3 separate regions of the Oryctolagus cuniculus genome follow, and regions 1 and 2 are each linked to region 3. Evidence: chromatin contacts called from public Hi-C and Micro-C data. All regions are on one chromosome and are shown on one strand. Each heading gives the region's core, a stretch centred on a gene start, on an enhancer-like site or on the middle of the called end of the contact. The rest is flanking DNA. Distances are from core to core; before and after follow the strand shown.

Evidence for each region. Hi-C and Micro-C count contacts between places; a contact is called where the count stands out from the background.
Region 1: a contact with region 3 is called in a Micro-C map of ear pinna, with 2.1 times the contacts expected there. The contact joins the enhancer-like site here to the promoter of SNRK in region 3. A contact is called at or near these places in 2 of 6 Hi-C or Micro-C datasets (ear pinna and liver).
Region 2: a Hi-C map of an unstated tissue shows a contact between it and region 3, with 5 times the contacts expected there. The contact joins the enhancer-like site here to the promoter of SNRK in region 3. A contact is called at or near these places in 2 of 6 Hi-C or Micro-C datasets (liver and an unstated tissue).

Annotation. Positions count from the first base shown.
Region 1 is chr10:104,931,493-104,935,821 of mOryCun1.1, forward strand. No RefSeq gene overlaps it. Among named protein-coding and RNA genes, the nearest start is that of POMGNT2, 64 kb to the right of the region's middle. Within about 2 kb of position 1,544, at least 3 of the 8 cell types and tissues checked have an H3K27ac peak or open chromatin away from gene starts, as enhancers often do. A contact at or near this core is called in ear pinna, where this site is marked.
Region 2 is chr10:104,949,018-104,953,375 of mOryCun1.1, forward strand. No RefSeq gene overlaps it. Among named protein-coding and RNA genes, the nearest start is that of POMGNT2, 47 kb to the right of the region's middle. Within about 2 kb of position 2,679, at least 2 of the 8 cell types and tissues checked have an H3K27ac peak or open chromatin away from gene starts, as enhancers often do.
Region 3 is chr10:104,827,961-104,832,406 of mOryCun1.1, forward strand. SNRK (SNF related kinase) reads right to left here and starts at 2,255. Exons shown (of 6, transcript XM_008260225.4): 1 at 2,104-2,255.

The sequences.
Region 1 (4,329 bases), core at 294-2,793, 100 kb after region 3:
AGCACAAGAGAGAACACAGCACACACTATGAGCCCAGGAAAAAAAATCAGTACTCACAATTCCCACTAAGGTTGCTACTGAATGTTTAGCACAACCCTGCCGTCCCAAAGTAGAGAAGCCATAAACTGTTAGAAGACAGGGAAAAAACATCTTGATGTGTATCGTGGGGATGATTTTTTGGATATGACCCTAAAAGCACAGGCAAGAAAAGCCAAGATAGAAAAGTGGGATTATGTCAGACCAAAGAGCTTCTTCCCAGGGATGGAAACAACCAACAGAATAAAGAGGCAACCTATGGATTGCGAGATGTTTGTAAACTGTACACCTGATTAGGGGTTAACTTCTGAAGAGCATAAGGAATTCATACAACTCAAGAGAAACAAAATACATAACTCAATTTAAAAATGGGTAGGTAAAGACTCAAATACACATTTCTCAAAAGAATAGCTTCAAGTGGCTAATAGGTATGTGCAAAAATGCTCAACATCAATAATTAGGAGGGAAATGCAAATTCAAATCACAATGAGTTATCACAATTGTTAGAATAGCTATCGTCAAAAGGATAAAAGATAATAAATTTTGGTGAGGGTGTAGAAAAATGAGAAAAGAGAATCCTTATATATTAATGGTGGGAATGAAAACATTTTTAAAATTAAGAGCCAAACTACCAAATGAGCCAGCAATCCTACTAAACATATCCAAAGGAAATAAAATCAGCATGTCGAAGAGATATTTGCACTCACATGTTTATGGCAGCATTACTCATAAAAGTCAAGACACAGAATCCAAGTAAATGCCCATTAACAGAGGAATGGATTCAGAAAATGTGAAACACACACACACACACACACACACACACACACACTGGAATACTATTCAGCCTTAAAAAAGAAGAAAATAAAAAACATTGGAAAGAAAGAAGGAAATCATCCCATTGATGACAACAGGAATGAACCTGCAGGGCACTGAGCTAATGAAATAAACCAGGCACATAAACACTAACACTGTATGAGCTCGCTGACATGTGGGATCTGAAAACACTGCACTCAGAGCAGCAGAGAGTAGAATGATCATTTCCAGAGGCTGGGAGGCAGAGTGAAAGTGGGGAAAAATACTGCTTAGGGCCGGCGCTGCGGCTAATCCTCTGCCTTGCGGCACTGGCACACCAGGTTCTAGTTCCGGTCAGGGCTCCAGATTCTGTCCCGGTTGCTCCTCTTCCAGTCCAGCTCTCTGCTGTGGCCCGGGAGTGCAGTGGAGGATGGCCCACATGCTTGGGCCCTGCACCTGCATGGGAGACCAGGAGAGGCACCTGGCCCCTGGCTTCAGATCAGCACCGTGTGCCTGCCGCAGCGTGCCGGCTGCAGCGGTCATTGTGGGGTGAACCAACGGAAAAGGAAGACCTTCCTCTCTGTCTCTCTCTCTCTCACTGTCCACTCTGCCTGTCAAAAAAATAAAAAGAAAAAAAGAAAAAAGAAAAATACTGCTTAGGAGCCCAAAGTGCCAGTTAGATAGCAGGAATAAATCCAGAGGCCTGGCATACAGCATGGAGAGTACAGTTAATAATGATAAACTAGATACCTGGAAGCTGCAAAGAGATCAGATCCCAAATGTTCTATACACACACACACACACACACACACACACAGTATATGAGGCAACAGATAACTTAATTCTTTCACAATGTATGCATTTACCAAGACATCTTGTACATTGTAAACAGACACAGTTCTTATTTATCCATTACACCTTAGTAAATTTGTGTGAGGAGGGTGGGAGAGAGGGAGAGAGAGAGAGGGAGTGAGAGAGAGAGAGAGAGAGAGAGAGAGAGATCCTCTGCTTCCTTTGTCCAGGCTTTCCTGAGATGACCTGTGAGCAGCAGAGCTATTTGTGGGCTGAAGGACAGACGTGGTGTTCACTCTGTCCCCGAATCTGTGCCTGGAACCTGGGCCCTTGTGAGCCATTTTCACTCTCAACAATTCTTGGAATTCCTGCGCCTCTTTGGATCTCAGCTCTGAATAGCTGGTTAATATTTTCCATGAAGCTTCTCCAAAGAAAACAGAACACGCAGAGCCCTTGAAAGGAGCTGACGGCCTTGCTCCTGGTTGTAGGGACGTTTGTTCTGGGGGCTGGGAACAGACGCTACCGAAAGGGTTTTCAGTTTCTCATAGCTAAAACTGAGGGAGGGTCTCCCCGTTTCTGGGGAATGCAGCCAGCCCTCCAGAACACCCAGGGGCTCATTTCTCCCTCAAGGCGTCTCAGAACATGGTGGAAAAGTTAGGAGTGAAATAGACCTCCTCTGAAATCCCAGTGCTAGCCCTCCCCCGTTGTGGGAAACTCAGTGGTTCTACATCCACTGACTTATACTGCCAGTGAGAAAAACCAAGGCCTACATTCATGGCAAGACTCGTGGCTAATCCTCTCCCCTTCTTTTAAACCCAAAACGAGCCCCAAGGCCCAGGCCAGTGACCCTTTGGTTCCTTGATCCTGCCTGGTTTCCATATTGCAAAGATGACGTCAGAGGCCCTTCCTGGCCACCATGTAGAGAAATGCAACTGGGGGCTCCGCGAATTCATCCATCGCCCTCCTCGGACACATCTCCCATGAAGCCAGCATGCTTCATTGTCTCTACCTTCTCAGGGATTCCAAGTGGGCTTGCCTTCCAGTTGCCAGAGACCACAAAGAACACACTTGGGGAATCCTGTGTCAAATGTGTATGCCTCTCCGTGGCTGCTTATGTTCCAGAGAGCTGCTGGAGCTAGGCAGTGCCTTTGCCAGAAGAAAGACTGCCTTCTCCCCAGGAAGACAGCCCAGCTCCGGAAGCACCAGCAACAGGAACAGGAAGGGTGCCGGGTAAACAGGCCCGAGCTGTTGCTTAGCAATCAGGCAGTGAGTTTAGACTGAATTTCCCACAGATCATAGCTGCCTCTCACCTGCTCCCACGGTCGGTCCATCCACGGGACAAATCTCCAGCTTCCCTCCTCCCCCTCATGTCTTTTCTCCTTTAACTTTCCTGATCCCTGTGTTTCCTACGTTCTCTTGTCCTCTCTCTCTCTCAGCTAGAACCCCAGACCTGGGTTCCTGGTCCTTCTCTGTGATCATCTGAACTCGCCCCTGGGGAGAGGACCAGCCTTAATATGTGGCTTTGCCTATGACCCATTACTGGAGCAGAGTCCTCACGTCAAGAAAGGAGCTGTCAGAGAAAACTGCTTTGCCCTCCAGTGTGTGGCTTGGAGCAACCTATTTCCCTCTGATGGGCTTCAGCTGCCTCCAGCTGTGCAATGCACGGGTCCCTTTCCCAGTGTCACATCCATGGCCACTCCCTACTAGGCTCACCAGAAAGACGTGCCTGAGGGGAGTCGACACTGAGTGTGATGCAGCTTACCAGGGCTGGCCTCAGGGCTGTGGTTTGATCACCAAACCACCTACGCAGGTGTCACAAGCAAAGGAACACCAGCCTGCCCCTGCCCCACCCGTCCTGCTTCAGGGAGGAAGCTGGAATGACTCAGATAACAATGTTTGCAGTCAGGCTGATATGAGATCAAACCCTGACTCCTTGTCTCCAAACTCTGTGACCTGGGCTACAACTGTTGACCCTGTCCGAGCCTTGGTGTCCTAGCTCTAAACTTTGGTGATAACCTCTTGGTCACCAGGCCATGATAAGAGGCATTAAAGGAGATCTCTTAGGAAACCCTCTGGCCATAGGAAGTATGCAATAAGTCTCCATCCCACAAGCCGCACAGGCAGATCAAGTAGGAGCAGCACACACTGCCCCTTGCAGAGAGAGCTCCCAGACTGCGCATGGGAGTCAGCTGAAGCCGGCTGTCCCGGACTTTGCCACGACGGCTGGTTTATGATCACCCGCATGTGCTGCACCTGCCTTCCTCTTTGCTCCAGTTTCTCCACCACACTTCATCAGGCCTGCACCCTCTTGTCTGCAGTCCCTTCCAGCAAGATTATTAAAAGGAGTGACCAGGTGAGCAGAACGGCCTGGATCACAGGCCAAGAGGCATCTGGCTACAAAGCCTGCAGCATATTAGCTGTTATCTGACTCGATTTTTTTTTTTATGTCAAAGGTTTAATTTAGGATCCAGATGTTCACCAGAGCTCCAAATGATGAAAACAAATGTATTTTAAAAGCCAATAGCACAAGCAAACATATTTTTTTCTCTCTCTCTTTGCAATTCTATTGGGCTACATCCTGGCCTTGACCTTAAAATAGCTCAGTTTATGTGCAGACAGCCAATGTGTACATGGGCAGGATTTCCCGTGCCTCCACCTCGCCATTTCCTCTCTGCTTCTGAGTGGGTCCCATCATGCCCTAGTCCCCCC
Region 2 (4,358 bases), core at 1,429-3,928, 120 kb after region 3:
TATACATAATATACAGCTTACACATACACACAAATTATATCTTTATACATGATATACATCAATATTCTCTATGTGGCTGCCTTTTAAATCAGAAGAGTTATCAAAAATTATACTGTCTATAATATTTACATAAGAAGGTATTTTACTAGTGTTTTTTATTTCTTGATGTGATTATCAGCATCTACTATCTATAAAAACCTGAGGAACTTCCTTTGATGGTGCTTATAAAGCAGATGTGGGAGCTGGTGCTGCGGTATAACAGGTAAAGCCACTGCATCCCAGATCCGGCTCCCTGCTAATGCCCCTGGGAAAGCAGTGGAAGACAGTCCAAGTCCTTGGGCCACTGTACCCATGTGGGAGAACCTGAAGAAGCTCCTGGCTCCTGGCTTTGGACCAGTCCAGCTCTGATAATTTGGGGAAGTGAACCAACAGATGGAAGATCTCTCTCTCTCTCTCTTTCTCTCTCTGTCTCCCCCCTCCCCACCCATTGTAACTTGGCCTTTCAAATAAATTAATTTTTTAAAAAAAATAAGCATAGCCAGTGCCACGGCTCACTAGGCTAATCCTCCGCCTGTGGCGCCGGCACACCGGGTTCTAGTCCCAGTCGGGGCACCGGATTCTGTCCCGGTTGCCCCTCTTCCAGGCCAGCTCTCTGCTGTGGCCTGGGAGTGCAGTGGAGGATGGCCCAAGTGCCTTGGGCCCTGCACCCGCATGGGAGACCAGGTGAAGCACCTGGCTCCTGGCTTCAGGTCAGTGCCGTGCACCGGGCACAGCGGCCATTGGAGGGTGAACCAACGGAAAAGGAAGACCTTTCTCTCTGTCTCTCTCTCTCTCTCCGTCCACTCTGCCTGTAAAAAAAAAAAATAATAATAATAAGCATATATGTTATTGATGAATTCTCTCAGCTTTTGTTAATCTAGAATATCTTAATTTTACTTCTATTTTTGAAGGATAGTGTTGCTGAATTCACAGCCTTTTTCTTTCAGCACTTTAAATATGTCATCCAAATGCCTTCTGTCTGCCACTTCTGATAAGAATTTCCATCGCTTGTCTTATTAAAAAGCTCTTGTTTGTGGACAGTAATTTTTCTTTTGTTGTTTCCAAGATGTTTTCTGGGTCTTTGACCTTCAATATTTTGACTAGGACACATATCGGTACATATGAATTTGAATTTATCACACTTGGACTTTATTGGGGTTCCTGGATGTATGGATTAAATTTTTCAATCAAATTTGAGAATTTTCAGTCTCTGTTTCTTCCAATAGTTTTTCTGTACCATTCTGTCTTTCCTCTCCTCTGAGTCTGTTATGCAAATATTGATACACCTGGGGGAATCCTCTGGATTTCTGATACTGTCACTTCATTTTTCTCTCACTTCATCAGAATGGATAATCTCAACTGACTGATGCTCTGGTTTGCTCATTCTTTCTTCTCAAATCTGCTACAGAACTCCTCTAGTGAATTTCTCATTTCAGTTCTTACACTTTTCAACTAAAAAATTTCAATTTGACTCTTTTTTAAAAAAAAATTCTGTCTTTTTATTGAAACTACCTATTCAATGGGAATTTGCAGTATTTTCCTTCAATTCCTTAGACCTGGCTTTCTTTAATGACTTGAACATATTTTAAAGTCTAATAATTCAATGTATGGCCTTATTTATGGATAGTTTCTATTGATTGCTTCTCCCCTCTCCCCATATGTTGGTCATACTTTCCTGTTTATTCCATGTCTCATAACTTTTTGTTGAAAATTGGACATCTTAGATAATAGTGTAGAAGATGTGAGAATAAGAACAGCCCGTCCCCAGGGTCGTTGCTGTTCTTGCTTGTTGTCACTCTGCTTACTTAGTGCTTTTGCAGGATCACTTCCTGTAGAACAGGGACACTGAAGTGTCTGCTCAGTTTGTGTAGGTGTCAGGTCCTGATTGGTCAGAGGGCATTAAATTCCTTAAACCAACGTATTTTCCGCCCTTGCCAAAGGGCCTGTGTATGCGGAAGTGAGCCTTGAATAGTCAAGCAGGTCACTGCTCGGCCTCAGCTCAGTGTGAGCAAGAGGTGAGAGGTGGGGCTCCATCTTTCTCCTGAGCAGGCTCGCAGGATACCCATTTGGCTCCGTAGATTGTCAAGAACACACCAAAGTTTCCCAGCTATGGACATGCAATTCCCTAAATGTTCCTTCTACAGGTCTGACCAGCCTCTTCACTTTGCTCTGGGGGCAGGATTTTTCAGATGCTCCAAACCCAGTCTAACAATTCACTCCAGCTCATAAAACGCCGATGTTCTGCTCTTGCTTCTTGTCTTTTCTCATGAAGAACCCTCCTTCACCCCAACTACCCTATTTCAACTAAAGGACATAGTAGAGCTTCCACAAATTTGGTCTTACTTAAAACCAAGCAGGACTGGCTTTGACAGGATATGATAAAAAGGCTCAGAAAGGGCCTAGTTTTGCTTTCTCTTTTAGCAGACAATGTGGTCTAACTGCCTTGATCCCCCACAAACCACAGGAGCTCAGGTTGCAAGGTAAAGTCAGGATACAACCCAGGCTTCTCATCAGCGCTCCTTGAGTTGTTTCCTCCCAAGGTGTCTGGAGTGGTCTCAGCATCATGAACCAAGCACCAAGTGGACTGTGTGGTTGTGTGTGCTGACGCATCCCCACACCCCACCACCACCACGTGGTGGCCTTGGGGACTGGGAAGTGGGAGAGGGAGCAAGTGAACTGGTGTTCAGAGAAGTGTTACCTACAAACCCACAAGACTCCATAAGGGCTACCACTTTGCCACTGGAAAATAAAGTTGGGCCTACTTCCTCAGTGTAGCTATTCCCAGAGCACAGAGCGGCCTCTGGAAAGATCCAGCTGTCATGTCTTTGTCCCTTCTCCATGTTGAGCTGGTTGGCAGTGAACGTGGCAGGAAGAACTTGGCAGCTGCAGTGGCCAGAGGAGTGTTCTGTGCCGCATTTACAGAGTCACGTTTCCCACTTGATTGAAAGTAGAATCTTCAATAATATATAGATTTTAAGCGACTGAAGGCTTGCTCACGCCAAGTCCTAGCGTAAGGCGTATTTTTACAGCTGAGATGATAAATCCCTGAATGACGGCACTTACCACGGAACTGCTGACACAGCCTTTCATTCCTTTCACAGTGATTAAAATCCTCATTTCAATTTGTTTTTCTTTATTTTGAGCTGGAGTCATTTGCAAGCCCAGGAACACATCTCGCTGTGATAGAAAACGAAATGCTGCCCTCTGTCGGGAAGACGATGGAACTGTTCTGAACCCCCTAGAGTGGTCAGATCTTGGTTTGGAGAATCAAGGATAGCCAGAAAAGTGAGCTTTCATACCTGCAGTCTTGCCAGGAAAGAAACTCCCATAGGGCAAACCTTCGCCACAGAGAAAGTGAGGCAGAGAAGGGAAGACAAGCAATCAACGATGCATCAAAGCGGACGCCGCAGGAGGCAGCTGGAAATATACCCTTTGAGGAATTCTGAGACGAGGCATCTCAGATCAGCTCTTCTACAGCACAGGGGAGCTGGATGTTTATGCACCAGCTCCCATCAGTCACTGGTTTCAGGTTGCTCTGCACCAACTCCTCTGCACTGCTAGCTTCAATGGCCAGAGGAAGGCCTCAGCAAACGCGTGGTCTCGGCAGTTGGAGGTCGAGCCTTTGCTATGCAGGCCCAGGTACATGTGCTCAGCCTCTGACCTGTCTGCTATACTGACTCTCCTTCATCCCTTCTAGTCTCTTTGGACTATTTGATTTGCACACATATGTTACATGATTGGAATTTAAGATATTCTTTCTGTTTATCCAAGGCCTACAGTGGCTGCCAAACCAAAAGTTCAGTGATCCTAGGAAACAAATGGCCCTGAAAGTCTTTCAACTTTGCAAATCTTTTAGGGTGGACATCTTCATCTGCCAGTGAGATCTCAGCAGTGCTCTGGCTCGGAGAGCTGATGTGTCTCAAATGTTGCAGCTTAGCAAGGCTTCCATCAACAATGCCAATCACAATAGAACTTGACCTAATGGGACTCGAACATATCCTTAGTTCTTCACAGGGTCAGAGCTCTGCAACAGGGGTTTCCAAAATGAGTCCCAATGATGAGCGATCAGTCTACAAGGATTCCCCTCAGCTCAGAGTTCAGACATCAGCTAAGGTTGATAAGCTGTCTCGGTATAGCATTTCCCTAAAGATCACAATACCAACTAAGACACAACAGCACTTCAAGTCTGTGGAAAATGCAATTTAAAGAGAAGTTTATTTTGGTGCACTGCATTTTCATAATATAGATCTTTCATGAACTTTTTGAAGTAGCTTCATTTAAAAAAAAATCTAGTTATTTGAAAGGCAGAGGGGTGGGGA
Region 3 (4,446 bases), core at 1,005-3,504:
ATGCTCATGCTTAGAACTGTGGCTGCTCAGTATCTCCAAAACCCAGCAACTTTTTTCTATTTAGTTTCACTTTCTATAGGGAGGAAGCGCCCACAGTGAAGGCTGAGAGCAGGGGTGGGGAACATGTTTCTGCCAAGGGCCATCTGGGTATTTACAACACCATTTGCCAGCCATACAAAATTATCAACTTAAAAATGAGCCTGCTATACAGTTATCGAATCTCAAGTCCTGCCTGGGGCTGCCTTGGCGGGGCAGACCAAATGATTTCAAGATCCTTAGGAGGCCCGCAGGCCGGTTTAGTGCTTCCTGGGACCAGGACAAACAACACCGATGTGCTTCCATTCTAATAAAGGCCACTAAAAGCCTTCCGTTTAGGATGTGTGATTAAATCTGAACCACAAAAGCCCAATCTGCATTTCTGATCTAGGAAAACAGAAATTACTACAACGTCTGAGTTCTCCTATGCTTTAAACTATGGATTTTACTGCAATAACAGAAAAAAAATTTTTTACTCAGAATCACCAAAGAGTAGAGCTACAGTAATTTTGCGCACAAATATGAGGCAACAAAAACTAATTATGCAGATTTTAAAAACTGAAAGGTAGCATTCAAAGTTTCCTGCCTGGAAAGTCATGAAGATGCGAGTATCAAGAAAAGTTAGCTGCACGCACTTGATTTCTACACCCCTCAATAAGTGACCTTGGGAATGTCATGGAATTTCTCTGTAACATGGGAATGTCACCTGTTTTCCTCACGGGGACAATTACACAGAAAGTCGGATCAAAATGTTATTTGGTGCTCTTTAAAAAAAAAAAAAGAAAGAAACGTGTCTAATTAGTGTGCTTTAATCACCACTTGTACAGTACATTCCAGTTCAGGAATCCAATTCCAAGAGAAATATTTAAGCAGACGTTGAAGACAGATTTCCTTAAGGGAATGATTTTATAAATCTGGAAAGCAATGTAACAAGATTATAAATTAACAAGTTGATTACATAAGCCTTGACAAGCCAGGCTGGAAAGTACACTGATACACATTCTGATAAGTCAGAGCCTGATGTGGGACAAGGCGACCCAACCGCTGTGTGGATCCCAAACGCGGCTTTTCAGCCCCAGAGGAATGTGGAGGAGATTCAACAGGGTGCCCGACGCTTGCAGGTCCAAGGCCACTGGCAGGCCGGCTTCACCTTAACCCTGATGAAATTTCCAACACAAGCAGGTCGGCTCCTAAGACTTGGAGAACGCGCTCATTAAAGGGGAGAGGGCAAAGCACCCTGACAGGCTCCAAGGTCCCCAAATCCTCCACCCGTCTACCGATTCGGGAAGTCCACCGCCAGATTCCCCCCCACCCCGTAAAGCCTGGACCTGGTCCCCACTGCCCAGGAAGCCTCTGGACCGTACCTGACTCTCCTGGGAGGGACAGCCCAGGATAAAACGGATGCCACTTCCCCGGACCCCAAGTCCAAGCAAAAGGCAGGCAGGGCTCTGCCGACCGGTGCAGAGAGAACTCAACAGGCGATGGCCACGGCAAAGAAGGCAGGCTTCCCAGCTCTCCCTCGAGATGGCACCGCTCCTCCCGCTGCCCCTTCTCCGCGGACAACAGCAGCCCCCGCTCCATTGTACAACCCCCTGCTGCGGTCACATTTCCCCTGGATTCGCCCGCAAAGCGCAAACAAACGCAGCCCAGCACAGACGTCCCACTCCCGAGACCTGAGCCCCCGGGAGCCCGGCCCGGGCGCGGGGCCCCGCGGGCGCCGCACTCGGCCCGCTCCGGGGCGGGGCGCGGGGATGCGGGCGCCTCCCGAGGTGCCGCAATCCCGCCGCGGCCGCAAGGGCAGGGCCTCCGGGCGCCCGCGCCCCGCCGCCGCCGCAGTGACGGCTCCCGCCTGGGTGCCACCGCCCGGGTGCCATCGCCCGCCAGGCCGCGGCGCCGCACTCGGGCCCCGCGTCCTCGCCGGCCGCGCGCTGCGGAGCGCGCAACTTACTTTCCGCCCGCGGCGGGCGCCCCGGCCCGGGCAACGGCGGAGGCTCCAGAGGCGCCGGAGGCCGGCCCGCACCCCCACCCACGGCCGCGCGCCCTGCCGCGCTCTGCGCTCGCCCCTACCTCAGCAGGCAGGCGGGCGTCCGTCCGCAGCGGCCGCGGCGCCGACAACTCCCTCCCGGCCGCCGAAACCCCGCACCCAGCGTTAATCATAATACCGAGCGGGCGGCCGGCCTCGGGTAGGAGGGTGGGCCTGAGCTGCGCCTGCGCGGGGCCGCGCGTCAACCGTGACGCGACGCCGGGGCGGGGCTTTGGGGGGCGGGGCCGCGAGGGGCGGGGCGGGGCGCACCTGCGGGCGGCTGGAGGGCGTCCTGGCGGCGTCCTGACCCCACCGAGTGTGCGTTGTGGCTGGCGGAAGGAAGCGGGCGAGGCGCCCGAGGAGGATGGGGGACGGTGGAGGAGGAAGCCCCGGGGCCGCGGGACAATGGCCGGGAAGGGCAGCGATAGTTGTCTCTGCAGATCCGGCGGCCTTAGGGACGGGGCGGGGCGGGAGGGGGTGCGGTGAGGAATCGCAGGTGCTGGACCTTTTAAAGCTCACCACCGTCACTGTCCCCCGCCAGGTTTAAGCAAGGGAAGCAGGTACATCCGCGTGTGAGGCCACATACACACAATACTTCTCTCTCTCTAGTGTCTTTTTCTGGGCCCAATTTGCTGTTGCTAATTAAAGAGAAGCGGGAGACACTGGCCAGCCAGCGCTGGAAACAGCGTGGGAAGCGTCAAAGCCCCTGAAGTCAGAGATTCAAAGCGCACCAGGTGTTAGCCGGACCCCGGATGCTCCAGGATGCGAGTGGGGGTGGGTTAGTGAGGGTTGGGAAGGGTTAGGGGAGAACTCCTGGCTGTCACCTTGGAGGCTTGATGTGCAGCCAGACCAGCTCTCCTGGATCTGCAGCAGGCCAATAAACCAGATACCGGGAAGCTGTCTCCAACCCCCTTTTTCCCTTTCTGTTCCCCCCTCCTGCCCACCTTGCCCCAAGAAAGGACAGAGCAAAGAAGGAGTGAATTTGCTTGAACTGAGGGCATGGAGAGCAGAACCCCAGATGGCTCCCTCTGTTGACCTGCAAACGCAGAAAACCTCTTCCTTCAGACTCCTTTTTTTTTTTTTTTTTTTTTTTTTTTTTTTTGAGATTTATTTTATGTGTTTCAAAGAATTACACAGAGACGTAGAGGTCTCCCATCCACTGGTTCACTCTCCAAATAGCCGCAACGGGAGATCTGAAGCTAGGAGCTTCTTCAAGGTCTCCCACATCAGTGCAAGAGCCCAAGCACTTGGGCCATCCTCAGTCGCTTTTCCAGGTGTATTATCGGAGAGCTGGATCAGAAGTGGAGCAGCTGGGACTCAAACCCGCGTCCATGTGAGAGGCTGGCGCTGCAGGTCAGGGTTTTAAACTGCTGTGCCACAGCACCAGCCCTATCCTGCAGACTCTTAGGGTATCTTATCCATCTCACAATGATTGGGGAGCCAACGCGTATCCATGTGACTCTTAGAATGGACACGAGGTTTTCTTTGCAAGGCGGACTCCCAGTTATCCTAATGCCATAGCACTGTGGGGTGATGGGAGAGGCACCAGGGACAGCCTCCTCCAAGTCCCACCTCTGGCACCACTGTGACTCAGAAAGACCATAGGAAATTCTACCATCCATAAAAGTCCCCCAGGAAAACAGTGCCTACCTTGGGTTTGTGGGACTCATTTCTGAGTTGTTGGAAAGCAGGAAGACGATGCATTTTTGCTTGAGGGAGGTATCCCTATTCAGGATAGGAGCAGCCAACCAAAGGGGGAAAATCCCACTCTAATGGTTCCCCAGGGAATCCCAGGGGTTGAAGACACCACCACCTGGTCTGTAGCCCCCAGACATAACAGGAACCACAGAGCAGTAACCATAATCTACAAGCCTTTGAAAAACAGTATTTGTATTGCTGCCATGCAACTCAAGTTTTGAATAAACTCTCAAAGGGAAACGGAGACATCAGAAAAAGCAAAATAGTAAGTGAAAGGGGAGGGGGAAAATAAGAAACTGATTTAAAAATAAGCTCAACTCTAATTCTCTTCCGAAAAGGGGGATGCAGTCCTAGCCATGTGGTAAATCATTTACTCATCTGCAATTATTTCTTGGGACGCAGGAGTATGGCTGGGAAGAATGTGACCCATTTTCGATTGTGCACCATAAATACATAAGGTGATCTGATTATGCTTGGGCAATATTTAAAAATCATCAAGTATAATTTAATGAACTGTGACTTAACTTTGAATTTAAGCAAATGTGTTTATTTTAATGAAGGACCCCTTCTCCAGTCTGCCCCGGCACTTTTTCCGACACACTCTGCTTTTTTTTTTTTTTTTCCACATTAAGTCTTTTTATGGACCTGTAAGAAGCTTTAATTAGATATACAGCACTGTACAAAATGAC